Linked DNA regions of Sus scrofa: region 1 is linked to region 2. A link is a contact called in public Hi-C data. All regions are on one chromosome and are shown on one strand. Each heading gives the region's core, a stretch centred on a gene start, on an enhancer-like site or on the middle of the called end of the contact. The rest is flanking DNA. Distances are from core to core; before and after follow the strand shown. Region 1 holds the start of RBP7 (retinol binding protein 7). Region 2 holds the start of LZIC (protein LZIC).

Region 1 (4,152 bases), core at 818-3,317, 42 kb before region 2:
AAATGGAGCTTAAACCAAAGGGCATTGAAAAGGTTGTCAAATTCTGGAAAATATTCTCCTGGATTAAAGCTGCACTTTCAAAATTGTTACGTTATTAACAAAAATCAGTTTAGCTCCAATTTATCTTTTGGACAATTTCTTGATGGATTTGATGTTGGGAATAAACTAGAGCTTTGCTATTTCTCTTTGGGCACAGGCAAATCTGCTATGAATTCTTCCCTTGGTACCTGCAGTCACACCTGCACAAGGTGTTTCTGGGTGGGTTAATGAGTGTTGAAGTTATATTTTAGGAAATTCAGTGTTAACTTCTCTTTCCAATCCTTTGAAAATTCACAGGGCACCTTGGTATATTAAAGGCTCTGAGAAGTCCTGCAGTAAAGAAAGCTTGGAATGTATTCCACCAGCATTTTTCAAGCTTAATTAAGCACAGGGATATTTGCATGGATTTAGTGTTCCATAAAGTACAGGTTTAGAAATATTAACGATGATAAAAATACCAGGGAAATTAAAAGTGTCAAGCCAAGTAAAGTTTTCTTAAAGAAAAATGGAAAGCATCTCTCAATGCTATTATTTGGCAAGAAAGAAGAAGCTAGAGGAGCCCCTTTTAGTCTCAGCTAAAGGAAGCTCTCCACACATCTGGATCAAATGCTCTCTTTTCTGTGCTTGAGTCCTGTCTATCAAATACCAGATACACCTGGTATTGAGGGGCACATGCCAGAATGGGCACAGGTCTAGGTGGTCCCACCACCCCCGCTAGAAAATATAACTTCAGCACTTATTATTAACCCACCCAGAAACACCTTGTGCAGGTATGACTTCAGGTACCAAGGGAAGAATTCAGAGCAGATTTGCCTGTGCCCAAAGAGGAACAGCAGGTCTGGCCCAGCTGTCAGAAGTGCACCTGATGGGTGACGTTTAGGCAAAAGCGCTTGGCACAGAGTAGGTGCTCAGAACCACCAAGTCAGAAGAATTAGATTGAGGGCAGCACCGCAAGAAGTACCCTCTGGGAAGCAGGGGCATTGGTCAGAGCCTCCGTTGCCCACCACCCCGCCCCCCAACACACCCTGGAGACCCTCCGCCTCTCCCTCCTTCCTCACCTGGGGGAGCCTTGCTGGGCAGGGGGAGGTGGAAGCGACCCCTCCAGGCGCGGACCCACGGCCCTCCAGGCTGAATTGGCCCCTGGAGGAGGCAGGGGTAGTGGCCTCTAAAGCATCTGAGTTTCTTATCCCCGTCAAGCGCTCGAGGGAAGAGGAAACCAGAAAGCTCAAGATGTCCTAGGTGGCTTCTGAACTCTAGCGGGCACAAAGTCACCTGGAGACCCGAATCAGGATGGCCCAGCTCCAGGCGATGCTGATGCTGCCGGGCGGGACCTCCCTGGGGCGGCACCTCCCTGGGGCGGCCACTGGACTCGGAAACCCACAGCCAGTCGCCCAGAGCCCCGCGATAAAGTGGTTGCCGGGCGAGGGTCTCCGGGAAAGGTCTTCGGGCCGGTGAGGGGGGGACCCCTACCGTGTCCGCGGTGGAGAATGAACCTCGGCCGCGGGGTAGAGACAGACGGGGACACTGGCGGACAGACGGCAGGACAGGCAGAGAGATCGGCAGACGGGGAGAAGGAAGGACAGGGAGGGCGGATGGCAGACAGGGCAGGAGGGACCCGGAGATGGCCAGGCAGGAGGGTGGGGGAGAGCGGAGGATGGGGGAACAGGCGGATGGACTAGAGGACTGGTAAACTGCCCGGGAGAGCGACCGGCAGACGATAGACGGACGGACGGGGGCTGGGGGTCGGGAGCACGGGCAGACCGGCAGGCCGACTCGGGGGACCGATGGACGGGGCGAGGGGGAGACGAGGAGACGGAGACGCAGCACCGCCCACCGCCGCCGCCCTGACACCGCGACGCGATGGGAGCCCGAGGTCCCTGCACGGCCCCTCCCGCCCTACCTAGGGCCAGCATGTAGCCCTCGAAGTTGTCGCTGCTGACCAGGTTCCAGGTGCCGCTGAGGTCGGCGGGCATGGCGGGGCTGGCGGCTGCACCGGCGCGTGGGCGGCGGGGACTTGGTGGCAAGTGCGGGGCCGGGGCGGGGCCGCGAGGGGACCGCGCGCGCAGGAGCTTAGCGGGGATCCCGGGGCCCAGGAGCTCCTAGAAAGCCCCTCCTCGCCCAGCCTCCTTCGCCTTGCGCTCCTGGCCCTCTGCGCCCCTCCCCTGGAAACACCTCCTTCTTCCTCCGGGCTCCCCCGCCTCTGCTTGAACGCCGAAGGGGACATTCCCCAGAGCGCACATTTTCTCTGCCTACGTGTTAGTGACCAAGGGATCGCTTTCAAAGGCATGGCCTTCATTACGGTGTCAGCTGCAAAATAATAGGCCAATAAATCCAACTCTACATGTTCCTTGGTGGCTCAGCTGGTTGAGAATCCGGGTTTGTCATTGCTGTGACTCCCGTGAGCGCAGTGATGCGGGTTTGATTCTGGCGGGGAACTTCTGCATGCTGCATAGGGGCAGGCCATATAGAAATAAATACATACATAAATACATTTAAAAAATCCAACTCTAGGAGTTCCCATCGTGGCTCAGTGGTTAACGAATCTGACTAGGAACCATGAGGTAATGGGTTCGATCCCTGGCCTCGCTCAGTGGGTTAAGGATCTGGCGTTGCCATGAGCTGGGGTGTGGGTTGCAGATGCGGCTGGGATGCCTTGTTGCTGTGGCTGTGGTGTAGGCCGCTGGCTACAGCTGCAATTAGACCCCTAGCCTGGAAACCTCCATATGCCACAGGTGCAGCCCTAGAAAAGACAAATAAATAAATAAATCCAACTCTAGTGGTCACAATAAATAGGGGCTTATTTTCCTCTTCTCCTTACCTATCAAGCAGTCCTGAGATAAGCGGTTGCTGGACCTGATTTGGCAACTCCTTATGACGAGGGTGGCATCTCTGCCTTCTCCTGGCCTTCCATTCCTGCCAGTGACCTCTCTGTCAGGGGCTGGCTGCCGGGTTTCCACACTGGAGGTGAGAAGGACGGTGTACGGCACCACCTGCCACTATCTTTCCGTCCCATTTCTGTTTACACTCATTGGCCAAAACTGTACGCTCCGTCTAACCATGAGGGAGCCGGGGGGAATCTAGCCTCTAGCCTTAACCTTGACAGTAGAGAAAGGCAAAAGAGTGGGTGGTCAGGGGTGTGGGCTAATGTATAACATTAGCCAGGCTGGCTCCAAGACTTTTCTGGCCATTTCTCCCTTGAGCTCCAGACTCAAATATATTAACAGCTAGCATTTATTGAGCAATTACTCTGTGTATGACCATTAATCACAAAATGCTACCTCTCCAGTAGTTCCTTTACCATCTCCGTTTGACAGAGGCAAAGCCCGAGATGAAGAGAGGTTAAGTAACTTGCCCAAGATCACACAGTTGGCGGAAGAGTCTGGATTCAAACTCAGCCAGCCTGGAGTTCCCTTTGTAGCTCAGCGGTTAACAAACCCGACTAGGAAACATGAGGTTGCGGGTTTGTCCCCTGGCTTCACTCAGTGGGTTAAGGATCTGGCCTTGCCGTGAGCTATGGTGTAGGTCACAGACGCAGCTTGGATCTGATGTTGCTGTGGCTGTGGTGTAGGCCAGCATCTGCAGCTCTGATCCGACCCTTAGCCTGGGAACCTCCGTATGCCATGCGTGTGGCCCTAAAAAGCAAAACAAGCAAACTAGCAAACTCAAGCAGCCTGAGTCCTGAGCCCTGAGCTCACTGCCTACCTGATGTCTCCACTCGGATGTCTTAGTGCATCCAAATGTAACATATCAAGATGGCATAAAACAAAGTTATTCCTCAGATTTCCTCATCTCCATCCATTGTACCACTAGCCACCTGGTTGTTCAAGCCCCAAACCCAGTAGACACTGTGGGTTTCTCCCTTCTCTGCTCATCCACAACCACTTCCACCAGAGTCAAAAGTCCACCCAGATGCAAAAAGAGGGAACAGGGACTTCGTCTCCTGATGTCACATGTGAGATGGGAGATTTCATAATAGCTGTCTTGGAAAACACCATCTGTCGCAGTTACCAGTCCCTTTTTGACCCTCACACCTATAGCTACAACTTCTAGCCTGGATTTTATTAGTAATAAATGTGCTATTTTGGTGCTCTGCTTGTTTCTCTTATTTTTCCA
Region 2 (4,608 bases), core at 681-3,180:
ACATTTCCACACATAGTCACATTATCACTGCATATTTATATACTCCACTGTATATACATTATATACTTTGTATGTAAATCCATTGTGCATATATGTATATATATATATATACACATATGCACACACTGGAATGCTACTTAGCTATAAAAAAGAACAAAATAATGTCATCTGCAGCAACATGGATGGAACTAGAGATTATCATACGAAGTGAAATCAGAAAGAAAAGACACATACCATATACCACTTACACGTGGAATCTAACATACGACACAAATGAACCTATCTACGAATTAGAAACAGACTTAGAGAACAGACTTGCGGTTGCCAACAGGGAGGGGAATGGGAGAGGAACGGACTGGGAGTCTGGGGTTAGCAGATGCAAACTATTATTACACAGAACGGATAAACAGCAAAGTCCTACTGCATAGCACAGGGAACTATACTCAATATCTGAAACAAACCAGAATGGAAAAGAATATAAAAAACAATGCATACATACATTATGTACATATAAAACGGAATGACCTTGCTGTCCAGCAGAAATTAACACATTGTAAATCAACTATACTTCGATAAAAATTATCTAAACTTAAGAGGCTTGCTTGATACACAATATATTTACCACTTGTTAACAATAACAAAAAAATACGTAACAGCCACTTACTTTTACAAAGGAAATTCTATGAATCTGAATAGTTTTGCACAGTAGGCCATTGGAACCATTCCAACTTGTGTGTCAACTTCTCTTCTGTGTTGGACTTAGAACTGCGATTTCACAACCAAATTGTAACTCTGAAAAACAATTTATGGTGATAAATAAGAATTTCTATGATTGGACAGAAATGACAAATAATTCATTCTGGTGGAGTTCTGTGGTGATCTAGGAAGTGTGTCCTGGGTGGCTGAGTTAAAATTAACTTTATTTTTATTTCTGGCCAGGCTCCTGGGCCTGTGGAAGTTCCTGGGCCAGGAATCAACCCCTGCCACAGCAGTGACTATGCCAGATCTTTAACCCACTGAGCCACCAGGGAATTCCTAGAATTAACTTTAAAGACAACACCTGTTTAACAATTTCGCTGTAAACCCTGAGGTTGTCTTGTGGACTAATGACTTCAAGGAGCTGGGCTGGGAACATGTGAAAACAATTTCCACCTAACTTCTGAGTAACTTTTAGAATGTTGCCCAACGGCTCGCAGTCTCCTTTCCAAGACGAATTGGTGTCAAACTGCTTCGTAATCCAGTCTTTCACAGACCTGGAAAAAAGGATTTGCGGGAAAAAGGGGAAGTGCCTCGCCCCCCTCACTTCTGCCCAAGAAGGAGTTTTTCCCCCAGGGTGAATTCACCTGTTCCAAAGGCCAGAGGCAACTTTACCGAGATTTTTGGTTCTACAGAGAAAATTCTAAAGGAAGGGACAAGACTCCCAGCCTCAAACTTGATTGAGACCTTGCTTCGGGGACGGCTGCATTTGACCCTCAAAAACCCCACCATCTTGGACTCCCTTGCACTTGCGATTTTAAAAAGGAGTCCTTGGCTGACTCCCCCAGAGCCCGGTTTGTCAGGGTCTCCGGGTAGGGGCTTACCACGCTACTGGCCCGAGTCCTCCGGGAGACAGTCCGCAACCCGGATACCAGTGACGGTAACACTCGTAGCCGCGCCCTCATTGGCTCCAGGCGGTCGGAAGTGCGTGCGTTTGGCGGAAGTGCTTCACCTGCACGCGTCCGCGGGGCCCGGACCCTCAGGTAGGCGGGGCCCCTGGCTGTGAACTCTCGGACCAGGCGTGGTGGGCGGAGGCGGAGAGGGGACCCCGAGGGGGTGGTTCGGGTTCTGGTCTGGGAAGACCGAAGAGCTTTGGGGGCGCCGGGATCCCGGCGACGCCTGGGAGCAACCAGGCCTAGTCGACCCGGCCGCCGCCAGTCCCAAGTGCGGGAGCTTCAGGTTCCCTGGTGGGAGATGGAATTTGGGGCGGTGGCCGGAGCTGCTGCCTGACCCCGTCCGGAAGGTCGAGGTTCAGAAGCCGCTCACTTCCAGCCAGGAAAACGTGTGCGCTCCACCTTTATCTTTTTCGTGCTTCTGGGTTTGACAGCTTCCCTCAAGGCAGTTTAGGGTGCGGCGTTTTCCTCAGTAACGCACTCGGTCTCACCAGGAAAAGCCTCAAAGACTGCCCGCACAGTCAGAAGGAAAGCGGATTTCACCCTCTCCTCCACACCTGCCCCCTGCTCCTACGATGTCTCCCTAGGAGCCGGAAAGAGAGGGTGCAGTCGCAGGCCGCCCAAGTGGAAGTTTTCCGAACTGCTTTAGGCCACGTTTATATATAGTGAATAAAACTGCTTGTCAATTGTTCCCTTTTCCAGCCAGCTCCACCCTCAGGTGGTTTGAACTTTGAACTTCTTGCCCTGATGAACAGTTTCGCGTTCCTCAAGTTTATAACACTTGAAACTACAAGAACTGGCGGTTTTATGCAGTTTGAGACCAGTCAGCACTAAGCAGAGTTCGGAGTGCTAAGAGAAAGGTGAGCGTGAATGAGTACCTTCCACTCCAGAGTACAGTTTGGGGGAGTAATTTGGCTGTTTGCGTAAAAGGTGCACCACCTTTGTTGAATACTAGGTGGTGCCCGCGAGTTAATCTTTATAGGACGAATCTCAACTAATGTAGCACTAGGTTAAGATTCTTAAAAGGGTTTTGTGGTTTTTTTTTTTTTTTTTTTTTTTTTTAAGGAGTTCCCTAGTCGCTCAGTGAGTTAAGGATCTGGCATTATCACTGCTGTGGCTCAGGTCACTGCTGTGGCAGCGGGTTCCATCCCTGGCCCCTGGAACTTCCTTCTGGTGTGGGTGCGACCAAAAAACCCCCAATACAAAACCAAAGTGTCTCTTTCTTCCCTGAAGTTCGTTTAGACAAGGTTAATCTTAAAATATGTTGTACCTTTATACATATCAAATACCTAGTCTGAACTAAATGCTGATTAGGCTAAGAAAGGAATGAGACTTATTTTCTGCTCTCATTTTACAGTCTGGAGAGGAAAACAGACAAACAATAAGCTATAATGAATCACATATAATTCAAGGCAGACATAGTGCTAAATAGAGAATAAGATGTAGGATGCAGGAGTTCCCACTGTGGCTCAGTGGTTAACGAATCTGACTAGGAACCATTAGGTTTCAGGTTCAATCCCTGGCCTTGCTCGGTGGGCTGGGGATCCAGCATTGCCGTGGGCTGTGGTGTAGGTCACAGGTGCGGTTCAGATCCCACATTGCTGCTCCCGTGGTGTAGGCCAGCAGCTACTGCTCCCGTTAGACCCCTAGCCTGGGAACCTCCATATGCCACAGGTGCAGCCCTGGAAAAAACAAAAAGACAAAAAAAAAAAAAAAAAAGATGTAGGATGCAGTGGAAGAAGCAAGCAATATGCAGCCTTGCTCAGTAGGTTAAGGATCTGGCATTGCCATGAGCTGTGGTGTAGGCTGCAGATGCAGCTTGGATCTGGCATTGCTGAGACTGTGGTATAGGCTGGCAGCTACAGCTCTGATTCAACCCCTAGCCTGGGAACCTCCATATGCGGAGGATGTGGCCTGGAACCTCCATATGCGGAGGATGTGGCCTGGCATTGCTGAGACTGTGGTGTAGGCCGGCAGCTACAGCTCTGATTCAACCCCTAGCCTGGGAACCTCCATATGCGGAGGATGTGGCCCTAAAAAGCAAAAAAAAAAAAAAAAAAAAGGTTCATGGGAGTTCCCATTGTAGTTCAGTGGTAATGAATGTGATGAAGGATCCATGAGGATGAAGGTTCTATCCCTGGCCTCACTCAGTGGGTTAAGCATCCGGCGTTCCCCTGAGCTTCAGTGTATGTTTCCATGATGTAGCTCGGATCTAGTGTGGCTGTGGCTGTGATTTAGGCCCAGAGCTGCAGTTCCAGTTTGACCCCAGCTTGGAAACTTCCAAATGCATGGTTGTGGCCCTAAAAAAGCCAAAAAAAAAAAAAAAAAGGTTGTTCATGACCACAAGTCAGTAGGTAAATGGATGTAAAGGCCAACAAGAGGAGTTCCCATTGTGGTGCAGCGGAAATGAATCCAACCGGTATCCATGAGGATGTGGGTTTGATCCCTGGCATTGCTCAGTGGGTTGGGGATCTAGCATTGTGCTGTAGGTCACAGCTGTAGCTCCAATTTGACCCCTAGCCTGGAAACTTCCATATGCCTCAAGTATGGCCCTAAAAAGCAAAAAGGAAGGGTCAACAAGGTAATACTAAGTATTCTGAGTCCTGGAGTATGTGTACTTATTAATGAAAAAGAGGAGTTCCCGTTGTGGCTCAGCAGTAACAAATCGGACTAGCATCCATGAGGATGCAAGTTCAATCCCTGGCCCAGCTCAGTGGGTTAAGGATCCGGCGTTGCCCTGAGCTGTGGTATAGGTTGCAGACACGGATCAGATCTGTTATTGCTGTGTCTCTGGCTTAGGCCGGCAACTACTGCTCTGATTTGACCCCTAGCCTGGGAATTTCCACATACTTTGGGTACAGCCCAGAAAAGACCAAAGAAAAAAGGGAATAAAAATGCATCTTAAGTCACACCCAACCTATTTCCTTTTAAACCTGTATTTTGATCTCTTGATGTTTTG

The links. Hi-C and Micro-C count contacts between places; a contact is called where the count stands out from the background.
Region 1: a contact with region 2 is called in a Hi-C map of liver, with 2.9 times the contacts expected there. The contact joins the promoter of RBP7 here to the promoter of LZIC in region 2. A contact is called at or near these places in 1 of 5 promoter capture datasets (liver), 2 of 47 Hi-C or Micro-C datasets (both in liver) and 1 of 2 datasets of contacts at active chromatin or transcription factors (skeletal muscle).

What each region holds. Positions count from the first base shown.
Region 1 is chr6:70,311,231-70,315,382 of Sscrofa11.1, reverse strand. RBP7 (retinol binding protein 7) reads right to left here and starts at 2,067. Exons shown (of 4, transcript NM_001145222.2): 1 at 1,940-2,067. The coding sequence starts at 2,012.
Region 2 is chr6:70,269,032-70,273,639 of Sscrofa11.1, reverse strand. It overlaps LZIC (protein LZIC), which reads left to right and starts at 1,930. Exons shown (of 9, transcript XM_021095309.1): 1 at 1,930-2,038; 2 at 2,352-2,509. NMNAT1 (nicotinamide/nicotinic acid mononucleotide adenylyltransferase 1) reads right to left here and starts at 2,344. Exons shown (of 7, transcript XM_021095306.1): 1 at 1,581-2,344; 2 at 665-792.